2 separate regions of the Mus musculus genome follow, and region 2 is linked to region 1. A link is a contact called in public Hi-C data. All regions are on one chromosome and are shown on one strand. Each heading gives the region's core, a stretch centred on a gene start, on an enhancer-like site or on the middle of the called end of the contact. The rest is flanking DNA. Distances are from core to core; before and after follow the strand shown. Region 1 overlaps Lrig1 (leucine-rich repeats and immunoglobulin-like domains 1). Region 2 has its middle 110 kb from the start of Lrig1.

Region 1 (3,347 bases), core at 701-3,200:
CACGTTACAAGGAAGGCAGTGGGTGTGGCCATGCAGGAGGAGGGCCTTTAGTGGGGATGGATACGTTCTAGGACTTGACTATATGATATGAATGTCCTGGTTGTGAAATTTTACAAGATTGCACCACAGAGGAAATGGAGCTAAAGCTATTCAGAGAATTTCTATTTCTCACAGCCACTTGTCAATCAACAATTTACTTTAAGGTACCAAAGTAAAACGTGTAACAAGAACAAAATGCCAGGACAGTCACAGCTACCAGAAGGCCTGGTGGAGTAAGAGAGCTATACTCCACAGCTTCCAATGAAGGAACTAATATAACAGAAAGTCAAGAATGAGCATGCGCACACGCGCGCGCGCACACACACACACACACACACACACAGTCTCTGAACTCCAACAGGTTTACAAGAGATCATTCAGAAGGAATTCCTGCAAGTAAGATCAATTCCAGGCAGACAGACTATGTAATTCCAGGCCTCCTGATTTCAGGTAAAGGAAAGCAATAGTCTCAGAGCACAGCAACAAAGCAAGAGCCACCTCACCGCAACCTGAAGCTACAGGAGATGGTAGGAAGCAAGGAGATCCTATTCACCTTCACCCCAGAGCCACGTGGTCCAGAAGTGACTCCCCGGCAGCTCTCCCAGGGAAAGTACCTTTTTATCCCCCAAGGCTCTGTCCCAAGCAGCTGTGCAGAGGCTGCTGGCACTGGAGACAGGGCCCAGGGTGCCAGTGCTGCAGCCTCCCCACACTCAGCACCCAGTTAAGAAGCTGGGAAGAGAAACCACAAATTGGCACCTTTGCCTCAGCTGTTTGGGTTTGAAATACATCCAGGAAGTGAGGAGAGTACTCCGGAATCTGCCCTAGAGTCATGTCTTCAAGGGCAGGTCCCCATTGTGGGCAACTCTGCTGGCATTACCACAAAGGGGGCTGGGGCTCTGCAGAGGCTTGGCAGCAGGATCACGTCCCTGGATGTGCTCTTAGGAGTAGACAGCCATAAACGCCCCACCACCACCACCAGAAGCAGCAGCAGCTATGTGAGTGAGAGGATGGGGAGGACTAGCCTGAAGTGCAGAGGCAGGAAGCCTTTCCAAGGATTTGCAATCTTTAATGAGAATGATACCAAATGAGCTCACCTGAGGCTGACAGAATGCTTGCAAAGCAAACACTACCTGGACAGACCGCATCTTGCCCCACACCCCGAGGGGTCTCACACCTAATACAACTTGATATGTCAGCTCAGGATTTGGCATATCAAGTTGTATTAACCCTCCTAAGCTCCCAGACCACAGATTCCAGAACAAAGTGAGCAGCCAGCTTGAGAAGCAGAGAAAAGGAACCTCGGGGAAGATACCTGCCTTCCTGTGCTTTTCGCAATCTCACTGGGCTACAGAATTGGATCTCAGAACGTACACAGGACGACACACCAAACCTGCTATCAATGTCTTATATGTGAAAAGGTGGAAGAATAACATCTGGCCATTTTTTAATTTAAAAGAAAAAAAAGTTTATTTCATATGCCTGTCAATATACCAAGCGATGTAGCCTATCTTGACAAACTGTCAACCTCTGCACAAGTGGGTTGATTCTACATTCCATATATACTGCCCAACAATGACAGGCCTTATGAAAGAAAGGCCTGCCTGGTATAAACACGAACACATTTCTCTCACTTGCACTAGGACAGCTGAAAATGGCTCCCAGGTGTGAGCAGACACAATAGGTCCAGCCTTCTTTGCAAGGTCACGCTGCAGGTCAAAGTCAAGCCAGCCATTTTCGGATTAGGTGCACAGGCACAGGAGGCTTCCCCAAGTGCTAACTGGATTAGAGAAGCCACCTGCAGGAAGTGGGGAGGGGGAGGAGGGGAGAAGGAAATGGCCCAGTTGGAATGAGTCTGCTGGTGTGGGCAGGAGCCAGCCCCTTTCACACGGGAGGTTGTGCAACCAGAGCAGCTCTGCTTCCAAGCTGCAAGTCCCGGAGCCCTGGGGGGTGTTCAGAGCCCGCTGCTGCAAGGAGTGGCTCCTCCCCTCCAAGTCTTCCTGGTTTCTCAAGCATCAAGCAGCCTGTATTCCCTCTGGATCCTGTACTATATTGAGAGAGGGAGAGAAAGGGGAGGAACAAAGGGAGAGATGGGAGAGGGGAGGGAGAGAACCACCCAAAGGCCTAACTAATATCAGCACAACTTCAGCTGCTCAGTTCCCAAAAAGGCAGGGACCTCCATGACCAAGTTGGTATTCGGCAAGCGCCCCCCTGCCTGGGCTCCCCAGCTCTGCAGCTGGTGTTCCCTTCACTTTCTCAGCAAATAACTTGCAGATGTACCTCTCATCTCCCTGGCTTACCACCACCCCCACTCTCAAAGACAGGGGAGGGGGGAGAGAAGGAAAATGACCAGTCATGACTGTGTGTAATTTGGCAGGCTCTCTAGGAGGCAGGCCACATGGGCTCCTTTCCCAGAGAAAGGCTCACTTCAACTGGGGGCAAAAGGACGTCTGCACTGCAGAGTCCCCGGGAAGCTGCCGGGACACAGGACTGATCACTGTGTAAAAGTAGATAGTTTTCTATTTCCAGGCTCACTGGTGGTACCCAGCATCCAATGAGACTGCAGTTCTGAGTCCACAGGTCCTTCTCGGGCCTTTCAACAGAAGCTTGCTGGCTTGCCTAACAGCCCACTCGCTGACAAAGAAAAAAAGACAGAAAGGCAAATTGGCCCCCAAATAAAGCTAGCCATGTCCTAGTCGTCCTGCAAGTACCCCTGAGTGCCTCAGGGTCTCACTCTGCTAGCTGAACAGTGCTAAATCACACCCACTTCCAGGAGGGGTAAGAACGCAAGTCTAATATTAGAGTTGTGGGTCAGAGTCCACAGGGTAGCCGCTGAGATTTCCAAATTCTTGAGTCATAGAACAAAGATTACAATAGGGACACACAGACAGTTATAGAGATAGGGAAAGTATATTAAGGAAGAGAAAGGCACTCCTAAGATGGGAGTGGGCTAGACAGCTGGGACAGGACTGAGACTTTTGTCAAAGCTTCTTGCCCTAAGCCTGGAGACCCTATGCAGGTCATGCCCATCACACCCACCTTCTCTTGAAGAATTTGTGGGCTTTTGCTTCAACTTTTGTTTCATATAGCCAGGTGGGGAGGGGTTCCCAGTGGCTTTGCCAACTGGCTTTGGCTCTTTTGTTAACCTCTGATGCCTCTTTCTCTATGCCATACTCTGCTACCACAGACAGGGTAAGCAACCTTGGGTCAAATGACTCGTTATCTGAGAGTCTTTCCTGTCATGCACACATCAGCAACATGAAGGGACTCAGACAGTACCCGGCCCTTGTATGATGATTATCTGTTTTCTC
Region 2 (3,602 bases), core at 857-3,356, 160 kb after region 1:
GCGCGCGCGTGCCTGTGAGTGTGCTCCTGCCCACGGGCATGTGTGTAGAATGCTATACCTATGCGCAACATGCACAGATTGGTGTGTCTACCACACAAACAAGACAAAGGAGCCCTTCACTGGAAAGTTTACCCATCTCTCCCTCCCTCCCATCTACCCCTAACCATTACAACTCCACTTTTCATCCAGACAGCTTTGGAGGGAACTTTAGCCCTCTTCTCTGTGGTGGGAGACAGTAGTAATGCAAACCAAACCAAACCCCTTAAACAGTTCATCAAGCATTAATGAAATACTTTAACATATTAATGATCCCTATCTGTGCTGTATGCACTTCCTAGTCAGTGGCCCCGCATCGGACATTTTCTTCCAAATAGGCACCGTTATTAAAATGAGTTCCCAGTCTGCCCTGAAATCTCCTCCAAGCCATAGACCTTATCTTTGTCATGGTTTATTAAAAAAAAAAAAAAAAAACTTTTGTTTATGCTTATCTTGTATGTCTGATGTGGGTGTGGAGGTCAGAGGACAACTTTGTGGCATTGGAGCTCTCCTTCCACCTTGACCTGGGTTCCAGAGACTGACCTTGGGTGGCCTGAAGAGGCCTGCACTTTACCTACTGTGCGCCATCTTGACAGTCATCTGCCTGTCATAGCAACTGCCGCAGTGATGGCACATAGCAGGTACCTCACAGAGCTTGTGCTGTGTGAAACAGGGAACTGTTTGGTGGGCGGTTTGTTGACTCTCAGCTGAGTTTCCCTAAGAAGCAGCTACCATTCCTTTCCTTAAAAACATCCTACCCCCAAGTTCCACTGATTTTTTTTTTTAAATCAAGGAAGAAGGCAATGTGCAGGCAGCTGCTAGCCTAACTGGCCTGGTTCTGGTCATCACAATACTTCCTGCCCTCATGACTAGTTTGGAATAAGCACAGGAAATTACGTCAGTTGGCAACAAGAGTCCAGCAGTTGGGATCGGGGAGGTATGCATATTTGCTTATCCAGTTCCCTGCTCCCCCGCCAGGCTAGCGCATGGAGCTTTGACCTCCCATATGTTTTTAATGTGTGTGGAGATAAGCCATCCAACAAGCTGGAAGCAACAGGTTGAGCCTGCCCTCCCCCCACCCCACCCCCACCTCCCACCCCGTTCCAGCTGTAATTGTTCTGAGAGGTCGAACAACCTCCCGTGGCTACGTGTGATTTGAAATTAGCACTCACATGGAGTCTATAGAAATCAGGAAGTAATGACTCTCATCTTCTGAGAGATGATATGTTGGGATTTCCCTCAGCGGGAAAGACATGAGGAAGACTGTGAGGTTTGGAGCCAGTGCGACCTGGCTTTGACTTGGTTCCCCAGTGCCCTGCAAGGCGGTCTTGTGCAAAGACTCGTTCTCTTGAGAGCCCAGACTCTTCATCTGTGTGATGCAGATGATAAGAGACCCTTTAGTGATGAAAACTTCTTGTCCCTTCCCTCAAGTCTCTTCTGAAGCCTTCTTATAGTTTGTAACCATCGATGAAGATAAATCACTGCTGGTGTCCAGTTTCAGAGTGGTAAGCTTTGGAGGCAGATGGTCCCTACCTAGAGCTGCTGACCAGTGTCTGTGCAGGTCCACGTGCACCCCTTTATCTCTCAGTCAGCTTCTCCTCAGCCAACTGGGGATGACAACCTTAACTCTGTTCTACCAGGGAGTGAAAACTAGACCCCCAAGGTCACATGCTCAGCCCCTCCTGGACCACGGTCTGCACACACAATGACAGCTGTTGTCATTTCTCTTTGCCTCGGGTGGTTTGGAATAGCAGTTGACACAGCTGGGCTCTGAGCTCTCAGTTAGTTCCTCCAGCCTTGCCTTTGGGTTGTCTGCCCCTTTCTGACATGACTGTTTGTGGAAACCCTGCTCGCAGCAGAGTAAATCCTTCAGCAAACCTGCCAGCCAACTCTGTCTGCGAAAGTAAGGGTCCACTGAAGACTGTTGTTAAGACTTGATCTGTGTGTTTAACAAGTCCTTCAGTGCGTGGCCATCATACACCATAGGGGCCGAGCACGGCACTGTCCACAATCAGCCGATGCTGGCAGGAAGACTCAGCCAGCACAGCTTGCCTCTAACTGTTCCCAGATGCTCTGACGTCAGAAGAGGCATCTGATTATCAGAAGTGGATGATGCTGTAGCAGGGATCACTAGCCCCAGATGTTGATCGGCAGGCCAAGGGGGAGCAAGATGATTTCCTGGCTGGATGGGGGCGGGGGGTGAGGGACAAAGCACTCCAGGCCTTGTCTTGTTCCCAGTCAGGTAAGGAACACTCACAGGAGCAAACCTCACCTTCTAAACAGGCCCCAGTGACCACAACTCCTTGTATCAGGCCTTTGTTCCCTCCTCTGCCCAGCCCTCAGTGTGGGTTGGACCTCATGACTTGCTTCCAATCATCAGAGCTGGCCAAGTTGACGGGTTGTCATTTCTTTAATTAAGTTACAGAGGGCTGGACTTCTGTCTTGCTGGCTTGGTCTTGTCATGAAGCAAACTCACTTGGGCAAGAACCCCAGGAACGTCAAGGAAAACCGAGTGTGTCTGTTCTTTGTCTTGCAGTGAACATGGAGCTCGGGTCTCCTGTGTAACAACATTTTCATAATGGTACTCTGCCAGCAACCACGAGGATGAGAGCAGAGGGCCCTTCCTCAGGGGAACCTTCTGTGGAAGCCTCTGTCTTGGCGGCATCTTGATTATAATTTAGGTGGGGATGCTAGGCAGGGAGCCTGAATGATCCCAGAAACTTTGATATTGGAAGGTTTTGAGAGTACTAGGTTGTTAGGGAGCAATAGATAGCTGGTAGAGATTCCTTCCTTCTTTTCACAAATAGATAACAGACCTGCATTTCTCCTTAGGATTAGGGGCAGTAGTAACTCTGTCTCTAACCTAGAGTTCCCTCAGGCATTTTGCTGATAGATTAGTCTGCCTTTAGCATGGTTTCTTCCTCTATTAATTTATTTTGGTTTTCTGAGATAGGCTCTCACACAGCCCGGGCTGGCCTCAACTCACTGTATAGCTGAGGCTGACTTTGAACTTCGGATCTTCTGGCCTCCATTTCCCAAATGCCAAGATTACAAGGCATATACCACTACATCCAGTTTACACAATGCTAGGAATCAAACCCTGGGCCTTGTGCGTGCTAGACAAGCACTCTCCAAACAGAGCCCTATCCCCTCTTTATTTAATAATCTCCTCGTGAGGGAGCGACTCACCTTTTCCATCTGGCATTCGAGGCTCACTTCCATATCTGCCCCCTACCAGCTGCCAGAACGCCAATAGCACATATCACTCTTGTGTGAACAAAAAGCCTTTATTGGATCCCAGATGCCAACCAGATTGGCTCTGTGTTCTGCAACTTGACAGTGAAGGCTTGCCTCAGTCCAGTCTCTCTTCCCTCCCTGCCTAATAGTGTTTGCAGAGCAGTAGGCTGCATCCAGCATTTCTGCTGTGATGTCCCTTCTCCTCACTCCACAACTTTCTCTTGCTTCTAACTTGTGCTTTTCCTGTCATTCTCTGAACCACTTTCTCTGGAAAATTCTTACTCATGCCCACTCAGCTCACCACATTAACACAGAGGGAAGAAAGGGAA

The links. A called contact is a pair of places that touch in the nucleus more often than the background predicts.
Region 2: a Hi-C map of the N1E-115 cell line shows a contact between it and region 1, with 5 times the contacts expected there. The contact joins two enhancer-like sites. A contact is called at or near these places in 3 of 484 Hi-C or Micro-C datasets (the HPC-7 cell line, the N1E-115 cell line and uterus), 6 of 115 datasets of contacts at active chromatin or transcription factors (embryonic stem cells, liver and pancreatic cancer cells) and 2 of 9 other capture datasets (adipose tissue and pancreatic islet).

Annotation. Positions count from the first base shown.
Region 1 is chr6:94,645,856-94,649,202 of GRCm38.p6, forward strand. All of the region lies in intron 3 of Lrig1 (leucine-rich repeats and immunoglobulin-like domains 1), which reads right to left. Among named protein-coding and RNA genes, the nearest start is that of Mir7041, 41 kb to the left of the region's middle. RefSeq lists an enhancer at 1,564-3,139. Within about 2 kb of position 1,951, at least 207 of the 459 cell types and tissues checked have an H3K27ac peak or open chromatin away from gene starts, as enhancers often do. A contact at or near this core is called in the N1E-115 cell line, pancreatic cancer cells and uterus, where this site is marked.
Region 2 is chr6:94,804,910-94,808,511 of GRCm38.p6, forward strand. No RefSeq gene overlaps it. Among named protein-coding and RNA genes, the nearest start is that of Lrig1, 110 kb to the left of the region's middle. Within about 2 kb of position 2,107, at least 58 of the 459 cell types and tissues checked have an H3K27ac peak or open chromatin away from gene starts, as enhancers often do. A contact at or near this core is called in the N1E-115 cell line, pancreatic cancer cells and uterus, where this site is marked.